Regions from separate parts of the Hordeum vulgare genome. Here region 1 is linked to region 2. The links are chromatin contacts, called in public Hi-C maps. All regions are on one chromosome and are shown on one strand. The core of a region is the stretch at or near the end of the contact, and the rest is flanking DNA. Distances in the headings are between cores, read along the strand shown.

What was found. A called contact is a pair of places that touch in the nucleus more often than the background predicts.
Region 1: a contact with region 2 is called in a Hi-C map of seedling, with 2.7 times the contacts expected there. The contact joins the promoter of LOC123401208 here to the promoter of LOC123405934 in region 2. A contact is called at or near these places in 2 of 6 Hi-C or Micro-C datasets (leaf and seedling).

The regions. Positions count from the first base shown.
Region 1 is chr6H:535,127,771-535,131,471 of MorexV3_pseudomolecules_assembly, forward strand. It overlaps LOC123401208 (probable E3 ubiquitin-protein ligase XBOS32), which reads left to right and starts at 2,378. Exons shown (of 10, transcript XM_045094943.1): 1 at 2,378-3,075; 2 at 3,178-3,237; 3 at 3,347-3,418; 4 at 3,501-3,676. The coding sequence starts at 2,881.
Region 2 is chr6H:534,914,488-534,917,858 of MorexV3_pseudomolecules_assembly, forward strand. It overlaps LOC123405934 (protein RFT1 homolog), which reads right to left and starts at 1,283. Exons shown (of 15, transcript XM_045099446.1): 1 at 1,013-1,283; 2 at 352-552; 3 at 181-260. The coding sequence starts at 463.

The DNA.
Region 1 (3,701 bases), core at 1,128-3,627, 210 kb after region 2:
TAGTGTTACACAGGATTATTCCTTAGAAAAAAAATTCTCAAGGATTCTATGCTCCAAAAATCGTATGGAATTCTTCGAATTATAAAGACCCTACATTTACAACAAAGTTGTGTTGTGATACATCGATTTTCATAATCCAAGGAGACTGCTGCTTTTAATTCATAGGAGAGGAAAATGAAAAAGCGGTTGGTTGCTATGCCTGTGCATTTTAATCTTGTGCAATTGCAAAATAAAGGAATTTCACAATTGTTTTGTTGATGGAAGCATATGATTCTCCAAGAGTTCAAATTCATATAAATTTCCTATGAAATATACTAGGAAAATCCCATGGGGTTCAAGTGGACACTTATAACCTAACACCAACCAAATTCTAACCGTCAACTCCGAAATGTATTCTTCCCTAGCTTCATGCATGTTTAGCACCACCCTTCCACGTCATTAGTAACTATGCTTTGCAATCTTCTCTCGGCCATGCAGTCATCACCACATAACCGGTGCTTTCGTGTTGTAATATCACTGTTGTGTAAGGCTACATTCACCAATTTTGTTGAAGAATCACCACAACACGAGGAGGGGGGGGGGGGTATCAGCACCTAAATAAAATTGCTCAAAAGTAATACAATATTAGGCTCCTAACCCTCCTTGTAGATGATTTTTTGTCATGGTACATGAAGTACTTTGAACGCCAAAAGCTTACAACAAATATGAAAAGTCATTTTTTAAAAATAAACGAAAAAGACGACATGGGATGAGGCTCTATAGGGTTAGAATTCTCGATGACCATCGACAAGGAGACTGCCACAAGACGTACGATGAGAAGTGTCATTTGCATTGTTGGAGGGCATCATGAGCCGAGACATTGCAAATTACAACACCACAAGCTTGCTTATCCGCCATACATTAGGAGTCTATCAGGGGGAGATGCAAGATGCAAGACAACGACTGTTGTAGGCAATGTAAAAGGGCCTTACTCCATTGAGACAATAGTGCAAACACATCTCTAATCGGACAATCTCATGCCATCGTCGCGAGGTAATGTACTAACGCCATTGAAGGGTCTTGCAAAATTGCGGTTCCACCAAATACAACATGAACCTTGACCATGAGCTTCGCCATAGGGACAACGTGGAGCACTTTGCAAACTAAGGTTTGGATATCCATGCCTCCAAAGGGTGTGGATCAACCGAGACTGCCCCAAGAGCACGAAACTCGCTACATTGCCATCACCCAAAACCACCGGGCACATATGAGCTTGGCTAGAAAAACAAAGAGCCAATGTCAAAGTCCACATATGAACAACGAGGCATGGAAAATGACAGCTCTACGATCCCTGGCGGTGGCGCCGCCCATCCCCCATCAACACCGTCATTGAGGAGAGTGAATCACAACAAGGATACGAGTGAAGTTCCTCTACTATGTCTTTAGGAAGTGGAATGGCACACACATCCGCCATTGTTGTGGAGCTTGCATCCATAACCACACTTGTATAGGAGTTTCCCCGAACGTCAAAATGACAGTGGCTAACAACTACTAACAAATAAACACGTCGATGAGGTCTTCTCTCTCGGTTTCTAGCTGACACTTCTACTTTGCAATTCAATAGTGTGCAAGGTAGGCGTCAACCGTGTTTTAAAGTAGTGTCGCCACTCTTGTGCTGGAGATGACTGTGCTCCACGATCGCAACCACTCCGTCGAGATCACCTATGCGGGTCTTGTCGCGGTGTCGGCACCGCCACGTTGTGATTCATTGATGTGTCATGCATGGCGTTGACATTGATTGTATTCCAAAATTTGGTGGGGGTATATTTAGTACCAAATAACCACACCGACGCGGTCTTCTCTTTCGGTCATTGGTTGACGTAGCGTTACCGATACGCCTTATTTGCAATCTATTGCACGCGAGGTTGACATTAATTGCATTCTAAAATACAATGAGATATACCTCGTAGCAAATAAACCACCCTGACGTGGCCTTCTCCCTCTGTCCTTGATCAAGCTAGCGTTATCGGTAATTATTATTTACAGCCAATCAACAGGGCGGGAGGCTACCGCGGACCGCGTCTATAAATTACAAGGGGGCGATTATCTAATACTCGCAAACGCATCTCTCCCAAAAACCAAAGAAAAGCAAATCCATGATGGATAAACACAAGTAAACAACAGGGGATACACCAGATGTGAGCTTTGTCACCAACAACTATCCATCTTGCAGGTTGGAAAAGGTAAAGCAAAAGCATTGACACCTCCCTAGCCATGTCTTATCCTTTTTGTTTAGAAGTTAGAGTCGCCATCTGGTGATTTAAATCCAAGTCATTATCGCCCGTTGATTGGTTGCTGTTCCGTTTTTCCAAAACCGATATAAAGTTTTTGTACTACGCCGGAGAGGGACGTGCCGTGGAGATTTCTCTGCCACCGCCACCACCACCACCCTCTGCATCTCCATCTCGACGTCGCCGTCTCCATCAGATCATCATTTATTCCGTCCACCTGCCTCGCCCTCGCCGAATTGCGAGCCCGCGTTCGTGCAAATCGCCCGCCCGAGATTCCCCACATCCTGCCATCCCCCCCGTCGCTGGAATCGCGGGCGGGCGGGAGCTCGGAGGATTCGAGGCGGCGGGCGCCTGTGATCCCCCCTCCGGCCCCTTGCTTTTCTTGCCGGGATTCGGGGCTGATTCGGAGGGGAATTGCCGGTCTCGGTCCCGCTCGCCTCGATCGGGACCAGCGACCCCGGCGGTTCTTGGGGACGGCGGGTTCTTGCCGTCTTTCCCCAACGGTGCCCCCCTAATTTCTGAGGAATTCCGGGGCATTTGATACGGGTTCTCCCCGTGGGCTCGAGGGAGGGAGGGTGTTGTGCCGTGAAGGCGTCGTCTTTGGGCATCCATGGGGTTCCTCAGCCTGGTGGGCAACTCCTTCGGGTGCTCGGCCTCCGGCGAGCGCCTCGTCTCCGCTGCCCGGGACGGCGACCTGCAGGAGGCGCGCGCGCTCCTCGAGTACAACCCCCGGCTCGCTCGCTACTCCACATTCGGCGGCCGCAACTCGCCCCTGCACTACGCCGCGGCGCAGGGTCACCATGAGGTAATGCCATTTTGTCTCCCAGACCGGCTAAAATGTTGACATTTGTATTGGTTGGGCAAAGGAACTGCACTCACATTTGAATGTTGTTGGTGCCATGTCTAGATTGTTTCTCTGTTGCTCGAATCCGGTGTGGAGATCAACCTCAGGAATTATAGGGGGCAGGTAAACTCAATCTCTGCTATGCTGCATATTTGTAATTTTCAGTTCGACATCAGAGATGAAGTCGGTCGGTAACCTGTACTGAGGCCTGTATGTTTCTGATTATGTGTAGACTGCTCTAATGCAAGCCTGCCAATATGGCCACTGGGAGGTTGTTCAGACACTGATGCTCTTCAATGCAAATGTGAGCATTTTGCTTTGATTGTTCACTCCGATTCTTTTTACTGCTTGGATATGTAGTCCTGAGGCGGCGAAATGTCTTTCAGATCCACAGGACAGATTATTTGAATGGCGGGACTGCTATCCATTTTGCTGCACTGCATGGTCATGCCCGGTGCCTTCGTCTTGTGCTTGCAGATTATGTGCCAAGCATCCCAAACTTCTTAAACCAGACGAAGCACAGATCGTCTGAAGAAGTTTCAGATGCTGATTTTGATGATGAGTATGTTGGGTCCATTGCTTGTTTC
Region 2 (3,371 bases), core at 33-2,532:
CAAGATCATACTTAACCACAATAAAGACTAGAACTCACATGGAATGTGCACTAATGCTAAGCTTTACACTGCATTTCAACTTCAAAGCACCAAATGTCATCAAGGAATGAAATCAGCAAATCGATTGCTCGATGCACTGAACTGAGAAGGAAGAGAGGAAGGGGCAGGGGAGATCCGCACCGCGCAGTCGTCGGCACTGAGCTGGCGCACGAACCAGCCGTTGTACAAGAAGGGGATGACCCTCGAAAGGAACTGCGCCGCTGCACACACGAACACTGAGCTTTAGATCCACCAAAACCAAGCACTTGGCATAAGTAACCTACGAAGGAAAGGGAGGCGAGAGAGGCACACCAAAGTTGTACTTGAATACAGCCATCACAGCTCCTGCGTCGGAGTCAGGCTGGGGGGACACAGCTCCAGCAGTCCCCACGGCGCCTGCGAGCAACGCCATGCCCATCGCCATCGTGGCGCGAGGGCGAAGAGTCCAGCGGGGGTGTGGGGTGCTGCCTAGCACGGCCCAGTTCTTTTCAGCTCACGATCCTCCAGAATCACCTATCCACAGAATCACCCGTTAAATTCTTTCATGAGATTCCAGTCTGTGATCGTTGTATGATTTATGTGCTGAAATGTCTGTAATGCCCTAGGATGAAACTGGGTACTGAATTGCTAACACTTTAAAGCGATTTACTGAAACTGGGTACTGGATGATGCGGCGGCGAGCGAGCGCCCGACGCGGGCGTGGAGGAGCGCCGACCGGGGAGCCCGGGTTGATGGTGGACGAGGGAGCTCGGGCTGCGGCGGCGGCGATGGGTTACTCGATCCAATCTGTTGCGTGGGAGAGAGAGAGGGGACGAGGAAAAGCAGATACGAGACGGGAGTTGCGGCTGCGGGTGCGAGCCCCCCAGCCTGCATCGGTTGGGCCAGGCTGAGGAGGCCGCACAGGCAACCAAACACACCTTGAGCTTCAGGGGCAGAGGAGAAGACGGAGAGGGAGGGGGCAAGAGGATCTCACCAGCAATGGCGAGCCAAGCTGAGGCGGACGAGACGGAGACGGGGCGGCCGGGCGCGGAGTTGACTGCTCGAGCTCGAGCTGGCGGCGGACGGGACGGGGCGGCCGGGCGCGGAGGTGATGGCTCGAGCTACCTGCGGGCGGGGCGGGGCGGGGCGGGGCGGCGGCGTAGGGGACGGACCGGCTGGCGCCTGCGAACCCTTGCGCTCGGAGTCGAGCAGCGGCGAGTGTGGGCGCGAGGGGATATTTTGGGCCGAGGCCAACTCGACCGTGCGACCCCATCATCTCGTCCGGTTGCGTCTGTTTAGAACGAATATTGCGGACCCAAACGAACAAATTTTCGGATTTCATCCGTTTTCGACCCATCCCGACCCAAACTTGCGTCGAGTTTGGGGGAAACGGACATCGCGCGGACGCGCTCGCCGCACGCCTTGTCCGCCCGTGTCCCGCGTGTCGGGGACACAAATATTCTCATTCGATTCCAACGCCTCCACCCCCTCTCCCGCCCCGCCCCGCCGACGGTGCCGCCGCTATTCTCCGGCCACCTCAGCCCCCAGCCGTCCATAGCAAACCACGTCTCGACATGGCCGCCACCACGTCCGCGCTTTCACCGTAGTTTAGCGTCGATCCAAGGAGGTTTGGTCGTCGTCGTAGTAGTCGGCGGCATGATGGATACGACCGCAGGCGATGTACCACGACGGCCACGGCAGCTTTCGACGAGTACTCCAGAACGGCCAGTAGCCGGCCGCCAACCACCCCTGCATCGAGGTGATCATCGCGGTCTTTTTGTCACCACGACCGCAAGGTGTTCGACACTTTGCACGCAAAGGTATGGATAGTGGTGATGAGTTTTTCTTCCACCGCTTCATTTGTTCATCGGACGATTTGTCGTCGAATGATGAAGATCTTGTGGTGGATGCACTGGTGGTTCACGACCACATTCAACAACATCTTCTTCGGTACAGGGGGTTACTCTCTGGCCATGCTCCCAACCTGAACCGCGACAAGGAGAGAGGCCAGGCCCTACTCTGTGTCGATTACTTTGTGAACACCCCGCTCTTTAAGCCGGATAAATTTCGTCGTCGTTTTCGTATGACAAGGCATGTGTTCAATCGTATCCGAGAGGGAGTGGTTGCTCATGACCCATACTTCGAGTGCAAGACGGATGCCCTTGTCAAGCTAGGATTGTCCTCTTACCAGAAATGCACTACGGCCATCCGCATGCTTGCATATGGAATTCCATGCGATCTGGTGGATGGGTATGTGCATATGAGTGAGACAACATGTCTGATGTCAATGTACAAGTTCTGTCAGGCTGTGATCGAGGTGTTTGGCCCTGAGTACTTGAGGCAACCAACTGCCGCTGATACAGAGAGATTGTTGGTGAACAACGCAGCTAGAGACTTTCCAGGCATGCTTGGCAACATAGATTGTATGCACTGAGAGTGGAAGAACTGTTCATTTGCTTGGCAGGGCCAGTACAAGAGGCATGTCAAAGCGTGCACTGCCATATTGGAAGCGGTGGCTTCGCAAGATCTTTGGATATGGCATTCTTTCTTCGGCATGGCAGGTTCTTACAATGATATCAACGTGTTGCAGCGTTCTCCAGTCTTCGCAAGGCTTGCAGAAGGCCACTTCCCACCTGTCAACTTTGAGATCAACGGCCACCAGTACAACAAGGGATATTATCTAGCTGATGGTATATATCCTCAGTGCTCAACTTTTGTGAAGACAATCTCGAACCCCCAAGGTGAGAAGGGAAAGAAATTTGCCAAAATGCAAGAGAGTGCTAGAAAGGATGTGGAATGTGCTTTTGGTGTGCTTCAATTCTGATGAGGTATCATTCGAAACCGTGCACTGTCATGGGATGAAAGGAAGCTTTGGGAGTTGATGACTGCTTGTGTGATCATGCACAACATGATCGTCGAGGACGAGCGTGATGACAGTATCTTCGACCAAGGATTTGATTATCAAGGTGGAAATGTTGAGCCCCTGCACCAAGAACCTGACACGTTTTAACAATCTGTCCAGTTTCATCGTGAGCTGCGTGACTGGCACACTCATTTGGATCTTCAAAATGACTTGGTTGAACACATGTGGGATCATATTGGCAACCAATAGATATATTGATTCATTTTATGTTCATTCAAGACGATTTTGATTTGGTTGTAAAACTATTTTATTTAGAGACAATTTTGATTGGGTTGATGTGCAATCTTGTTTTGATACGAAAATATGGGCATTTTAGGCCCTGGCGGACATGATAGGGCAAACGGATGCGGCCGCGCGCTGGGCGCACGGCCAATGCATCCCAGGGCAGGCTCGGATACAACCCCATCGCCCTACCCAAACGGACAGAATC